Regions from separate parts of the Mus musculus genome. Here region 2 is linked to region 1. The links are chromatin contacts, called in public HiChIP or PLAC-seq maps. All regions are on one chromosome and are shown on one strand. The core of a region is the stretch at or near the end of the contact, and the rest is flanking DNA. Distances in the headings are between cores, read along the strand shown.

Evidence for each region. HiChIP or PLAC-seq counts read pairs in DNA pulled down with a chosen protein or histone mark.
Region 2: a contact with region 1 is called in an HNF4G HiChIP or PLAC-seq map of pancreatic cancer cells. The contact joins the promoter of Gkn1 here to the enhancer-like site in region 1. A contact is called at or near these places in 5 of 39 promoter capture datasets (the 3T3-L1 cell line, the HPC-7 cell line, embryonic stem cells and 2 more), 1 of 115 datasets of contacts at active chromatin or transcription factors (pancreatic cancer cells) and 1 of 9 other capture datasets (adipose tissue).

The regions. Positions count from the first base shown.
Region 1 is chr6:87,235,624-87,239,252 of GRCm38.p6, reverse strand. All of the region lies in intron 12 of Antxr1 (anthrax toxin receptor 1), which reads left to right. The region is part of intron 3 of Gm38851 (a long non-coding RNA gene); the gene reads right to left. Among named protein-coding and RNA genes, the nearest start is that of Gm38851, 14 kb to the right of the region's middle. Within about 2 kb of position 1,777, at least 21 of the 459 cell types and tissues checked have an H3K27ac peak or open chromatin away from gene starts, as enhancers often do. A contact at or near this core is called in pancreatic cancer cells, where this site is marked.
Region 2 is chr6:87,349,320-87,352,948 of GRCm38.p6, reverse strand. Gkn1 (gastrokine 1) reads left to right here and starts at 2,034. Exons shown (of 6, transcript NM_025466.1): 1 at 2,034-2,088. The coding sequence starts at 2,077.

The DNA.
Region 1 (3,629 bases), core at 528-3,027:
CAACCTACAGGAAATGATTAACATACCCAAACCTAAGACCTTGGGTCTAGAGTCCTTCCAGTCTCCTAGTGCTCCAGCAGCGTGGACCCGAATGTCTGACCACACCATAGACAAAAAGTTACTACTCTTGGGTCCATAAGGGCAAGGGAGGTTGGAAAGTGAACAGTCTTTGGACCAAGCTTGGGATATGAAAATACAAGGCTACAAACATAAATTGGTGTCTCTGAAGAGGAAAGGGTAGCCTTACCAACCAACGTGCTGCAGAGTTTAAGTAATTCCCACTGTATCTCACTCCAGCCTCCATTTCCTCCTCAAATGACCTCTGTCTGATTATGATACCAAGTCTCCTGTTCAACAGACTCTTGATTAAAATCATCTCCCAATACATTCCTTTACACTTGACATTATTCTATTATTCTATAAGAAATTACAGAATATTTATTCTATTAGTCTATAAGAAAATTATTGCCACCCTAAGAATTGATATACAAGCCCATTCATTCACCTACTTAACAAAGTCATTGATCACAAGATATTCCCTCCTGGGCACTTAGGACGCACCAGTAGACAGAGGATGGAGGCTACAGAGTGAACAGTAAACATAAGGAATGATTCTGCACTGTATTAAAAAATAATCTATGTGATAGGGAAAAACTAAATGAGAGGGTTTGGTACCTCAGTGAGTGGGCTCCAGTGTAAACAGGGGTCATCTGAGTAGAGCCCTGGATAGTGAGGAAGTTAGCTATGGGACCATAGAAGGGGTGAGGAGGGTGGAAGTTTCCAAACCCCAAATCCCTAATGTTAAGACCCCGAGGCATCTGAGGTGGAGTGAGAAGGGTAGCTGTGGGCTAGATGAGGAAGCCACAGTCAGTGGGGTGGCCGAGGATGGAGGATGTGAGCACGTGGGCTTTGGAGGAGGAGAGCTGCAAGATCTAACTTGCATTTGAAAGCTCACTCTGTGGGCAGATGGCAAATGATAGGAGCAGCTTGGCTATGGAAAAAGGTTCTGTGTTGAACCAGTGGCTGAGGAGTCTCCTAAAACATTGGATATAGAACTTGAGACATCCCCAAAGGCCAGAGCTTGTGGATGGCATGACCACAAGTTGGCAGGAAGAAATCAGGAAGAGGAGGAGACCTGGGGGTGAGGAGAAATTAGGACATCACTTTGCTGGTTACTGTTTGTATAGCCATGTCTGGGTTATTCATCTCTCCTGTACTTCTCTTTCCTAACCAAGAAAAAGAAGACACTAAGAGTTTGCTTTGCTGGCACTAGTAGGAGCATTACACAAATGCTCTCTGCACCATGCAGAAGGCCTGGCAGTTAATCAGCACTCAATAAGTGTTTTATAATGGAGGCTTAAACAAAACTTTTGAGGGAGCTGGATGTGACAGTGCATGCCTGTAAGCCCAGCCCATTGGAGGCTTAGGCAGTAGGATCTTCAATTCAATGTCAACCTCAGTTACACATACAGTTTGAACTAACTGATTCTCTCTAGAGAATCAGGTCCCCTAACCTGGGTCCCAGAGTAACGGAGGGACCCTGATGAAAAGACACAACCATGGTATACACACTATCACTCAGCCACACTTCAGTGGTTAGGAGACAAAGAAGATGGCAAAAAAACCCTCCCAGCTCAAACACAGAGCTCTACTCCCCGTCAGGTCCCAAGCAGAAACTCTAATTAAACACTGAAACTTCCTGGGGCAAAGCAGAGGTTCTGTGGAAGGTGGAAGGCGTGGTCATCCAGAGGTGACTTGAAGTCTCAGGCTAGTGTTTGTCCAGAGGATGTGGTTTTTAGATTAGAAAGGCTCCCCGGGGCCTAAGCAAAGGGTTAGTCCTGTCTGTGCCAGTCCCAGCCTGCCCAGCCCATCACCTGGAAGCAAAACTCATTTTAAAATATGAAGCTAAGACTTTTCTCACTTTATTCAGTGCCCATGTGGACAAGTGTGTCCCAAGTGTGTCCAAGAGCCACGGTGAAAAACTGCTGCCCTGGCCAGAAGTAGAAATTCCATGCAGATTTACAAGACAGAGATTTTTTTCCACTTAAGCACGAAAAGATTCCTATACTCAGGGTAAAGGTTGCAGAGCTGCCTGGCTATAGAGAGTGTCAATACTCAACCCCCTTTCCCCAGGGTTTCCAACACACGCAGGCTGGGCTGCCCGGCCTGCACCCTTTCCTTCCCAGACTATAGCCTCGGGATGAGAGCCGTCTCTGATTTGGTTCAGTACAAAGCAAGTCCAGTTTAGGGCCTTGAGGAGCTTTCATTGAAGATTATCTTCCTTTAAATAGGTATTTTACAAGTCTATCATGTTTTACCCAAAGAGGACAAAATTCGGGAAGTTGTTCAACCAATTTTCTTAAACAGCTACTGAATATCCAGTGTCCTGTTAACAATCTGCAAAGTTGCTGTTGACGGAAGGGGCCCACCAGGCTGAAGGATGTCTAAAGAACAGGGAGGCTGGAGATAGCTCACTCCGTCAGTGCCTGAGTTTGATCTCAACCCACCTAAAAAAATAGCCAGGCATGGTAGTGCACACTCCAGTGTGCAGAGATTGGGACAGGCAGATCCTTGGCTCACTCACCAGCCAGCTTGGCCTACTTAGAGAGTTCCAGGTGCCTCGGATGAGAAGCACTTTCAAAAAGAGTGAAGCAGACAGCACCTGAGAAATGGCACCAGCGGGTATCCTCTGGGCTCTGTCATGCCCACACACGGATGTATTCAGAGAGAACGGGTTGCCTGAATCAGGTGTAAAGTCTGTAAGATTTCAGAGAGGAGGGGGCCAGAAAGAGCCATAAACTGTCTGTGGAGGAGGTAATGCCACAAAGTGATCTTTAAAAAAAAAAAATATCCGATAAGTGCAGGGACATAATGAGCAGAGGCTCTGCCCAGAGGAGGGCAGCCTTTGCAAGGGCTCAGGACCCCTGCAGATCTGCGAATCACATCTGTTTCCAAGCCTGCTGCCTTTTGATTGAGGCCATTTCTCAACTTTACAACTGCTCCTCTCCGGGACGTGACGTGTACCCACCCTTGGTTCTGTCACGCAGTAAGTGACATGGCACCAGACTCTCACTGCGGGTTAACTGAGAGCGCCTGGTGAGGGTTTGTTTACATTTCTTGCAGGATTGTAAAAAATCACAATCTTCAAAGAAAGGAAGGGAACATAAGGTTCTACCTAAGGCTCTAAGTCTAATTAACCACGAAATAAACAGAGAATGCGCTTCTATTTTCTCCCTAATTTATGTGAAAATAAGCCTAGCCAAAAAAAAAAACCAATAATTTTTTTTAAAAACATGTGATGTCATTGGTCAGATAAAATTTTTTTTGAATGAAGATAAAAATTCAATGACTCCAGCATGAGGCATCAAAGCAAGGAACCCTGAGTATTGTAGGCATGATGTACTGTGGTTACGGAATAATGGAGGGATTAATTCAGGCTATTGAGTGAGAAGCCCTAGCTCCAAAGTCAGGCATGGTGATGCACACCTGCTGTTCTAGCCCTGGAGTCTGAGGCCCTAGAACTGGGCTTCAACATCATTCTCAGCTACATTGTGAGTTCAAGGCCATTATATACTATATGAGAGTATGTTTTTAAAAAAATAAACAAAAAGCCATCCCACCACTGTGGA
Region 2 (3,629 bases), core at 785-3,284, 110 kb before region 1:
ACACCCACTCTGACCTCTACAGTGCTATCTAATTATGGTCTCTGAAACATGGGAAGACCTCTCCACGGCTTGCTGCCACCAGGGTTCTTGACTTTATACAGTTAAAGAATGAACTTGAAATCTTTTGAGGATGAATTCAAACAGCAGGCCATCTTTCACCAGCACTATCCGAATCTAGCCATACCAGCATTCTAGAAGAGATGCAGGCAGTGAGCTAAGCATCAGACCCCTGCAGCCCTGTAAGCTCCAGACCATGGAGAAGAGGAAGGTTGTGGGTTCAAGGAGCTTTTCAGAGTGGAAATCTGTGGATCAGTGATTTATAAAACACAGTTTCCCCCTTTATTAGATTTGAACCACCAGCTTCAGTTGTAGAAGAGAACAGGTTAAAAAATAATAAGTGTCAGTCAGTTCTCCTTCAAAACTATTTTAAACGTTTACTTATTTTGCCAAGTGACAGTCTCTGCTTCCTCTCCTAGGAGAAGTCTTCCCTTATTTTAATATAATATTTGAAAGTTTTCATTATCTAGAGCAGTGGTTCTCATCCTGTGGGCCATGAGCCCTTTGGGGGGGTTGAACGACCCTTTCACAGGGGTCACATATCAGATATCCTGCATCTTAGCTATTTACATTATGATTCATAACAGTAGCAAAATTAGTTAGGAAGTAGGAACAAAATAACGTTATGGTTGTGGTCACCACTATGTTAGAGGGTCGCAGCATTCAGGAGGGTTGAGAACTGTTGTTCTAGAGGCAAATAAGAAGACAGAGTTCCTTGATAGGGCCCAGAGGCAGTGAAAGAAGTTTCCACGTAGAAAGTGAAGAAGGTCTGGTGTCCGAAGCAGTGAGGAACTTAAAAAAAGAAAACCAAAAACATTGCCAACTAACAGTCCAGGAGAAGAGCGGGGCATGAAAGGCTGAGTTCCCATGGGATGCCTTGAATGGAATCAGAGTGTGGGAAAATTGGTGTGGCTGGAAGGCAGGTGCCGGGCATCTCAGACGCTGGTAGCTGGGGAAACAGGAAACCCCTTTAGGATCCCAAGATGCCATTCCAATGAGCTTGAGATTTTTCTCATGGACTGCCAGTGAATGTTTCTACGCTCCGGAAATTAATGTTTACTTATTTTCCATATTCTAGGGGAGAACCCTGGGAAAAATGGAGGACATTCATTGAAATATCTGAGTCCTGGGATAAGGCAGGCTTGGTCCTACAACTCTGGTAAAAGTCCATCAGGAAGTGCCTTGACCAAGGCTGGAGTGGAGAGCTGTTGGTGAGATGTAAGGGCAAGGTTTAGTTGCTAGATATGTAGATGGCAAGATGGTGCTGCCAACAGCCCCCAGAGCTCTAACCCACTGAGAAACCCAGGAATGAATGATGGGAGATGGCTTTGGTGCCAGCTGCTAGTGACATGGCTGGAAAGCTGCACTGGCTTCGAGGCCAGACAATTCCTCAAGGAAACATCTGGCCAGGGTGCAAGGGCCAGTTTCCTTCCTTGGAGTTCCTTTCACAGCTAAGAACATCATCCCCCAACCACTGGTTTTGTTAAAAAGTTTTCAGTATGACTTGAGCATGGTCAAGAAGCATAGAGAGGGGGAAATAAGGGTGGAAGGAGCTGGAGAAAGCTTACAATAGGACTGGGTAAAGGGAAGGAGAAGAAACCATTCCCGCATTCCCATAGGAGCCAGTACCAGGAAGGGCAGGTGTACACACAGATCTCATCTAAGGCCATGTTTGGTTTAGGGATTACTCTTCTCCTGAATCTGAGCAGCAGCAATACGTAAAATACCCACACCCATGGCTTCCATATTCCAGAACTTATCACAAACCGTGTAGAGTTTACTGAGATACCTTCGTCAGAGGATGAGTCAGAGGCCTCCTGCCTAAGGGCCCTACTGAGCAGGCAGCTAAAGGCTTCCGGGCCTCTGCAGCTCCACAGATACAGGAGAGGGAAGCAGATAAGCCGTGGACTCCACCTGAGCACACCTAGCTTGAGCAAAGCTGGTCAGGTACAAATAGCAGAGGGCTGAATGTCTGTGAGCACGCCGCCTGATCCTCTGCTCCACCACACTCCTGCCGCCATGAAGCTCACAGTAAGTCAGATCTTCCTTTTCAATGCAGCACCATACAACATTAATAGTCAGGGGTGAGGGGGTCTGACTCTTACGGCACTGTTACCATAGTGGAAATATTCTCCTTCCTTTTCATGGAATCATGGTGTTTACAAGCATGTCCATAGAGAAGAAGAATTGCCCCGGAAGAGCCTGTCACAGGCTGAATACTGTAGAATTGTCTTTCACACCATCTGTTCCAAGGTTCTACTTAAGACGAGCAGTCTCTGGGCTCCAGAAAGAGTCTTTCTTAGCCTTGATCTCTTTCTTATTTCTGATTTCTCCTTTCTTATCCATGATTTCCACTTTTACCAGTTCTGGGCATGTTCCGGTCAGACTGGAAGATCACTGTTGTCAAAACTAGTCTTCAACACTCTTGGCTGTTAACATGAAAACAACGGTCCTTGGGCCCTGTGCAAGCATTTCTTGGAGAAAGTCTCTGGGGATGAAGCTATCTCAGTTTCCCCACTGAAGTCCTAGGATACAGAGGCTCAAACAGAGTGCACATATTCAATTTCAGCATACTCTATTGGCGCTGCTTTATGAATCATATGAATTTATGGAATTGGAAATGTAAACTATGACCAAGAAGCGTCCACCTCAGAACAGGTTGGGTGGGGAACTCCAAGCACAGGCCAGAGGGCTGCGTTTCTCTTCTAGTTCTGTCTAGAGGAGTGATTCTCGACCTTCCTAATGCTGTGACCCTTTAATACAGTTCCTCACGTTGTCGTGACTCCCAGCCATAAAATTACTTTCATTGCTACTGCATAACTGTAATTTTGCTACCATTATGAGTTGTAATGTAAATATCTGATATGCAAGATACCAGATAACCTAAGAAACGGTTGTTTGACCTTTAAAGGGGTCACAACCCACAGGTGGAGAACTACTGGTCTAGGGTCCTTTACAGTCCTTTAGCTGCCTCATTTACAGGAGATAACATCATGCTCAAAAACTCCCTCCACATTTGGCTTTTTGGGTTGTTTTGTTTTGTTTTTCAAGACAGGGTTTCTCTGTGTAGCCCTGGCTGTCCTGGAACTCACTTTGTAGACCAGGCTGGCCTCGAACTCAGAAATCCGCCTGCTTCTGCCTCCTGAGCGCTGGGATTAAAGGCGTGCGCCACCATGTCTGGCTCACATCTGGCTTTTTAAGAGACCGATTTTAACTCTCTTGCATTGAAAATAAATATAGTAGAAATGCTTAACCTACTAAGACAATAAAAACAGGATTCCTTCTGCTAGGAAGAACACGTTCCAGACTAAGGAAAAAAACCTTTTCAGGGCTTTCATTACACTGTGCCATGCACTAATTTTATGTTTTCTTCATCAGTTTTCAGTGTCTGAAATTCAGTGTCAAAATTCTAAGACTACATATGAATATCATTACAGTAACTCAGCAATTCTATGTTACCAGTAAGTTTTTCTGTAGTTTAAAAAAAAGGTGGAAGAAGAAAGCACAGATGGTTTAGCACATGGGTAAAATCAGTAACTATTTCTGATGAGCTTGGTGAAGATGCTGTAAAC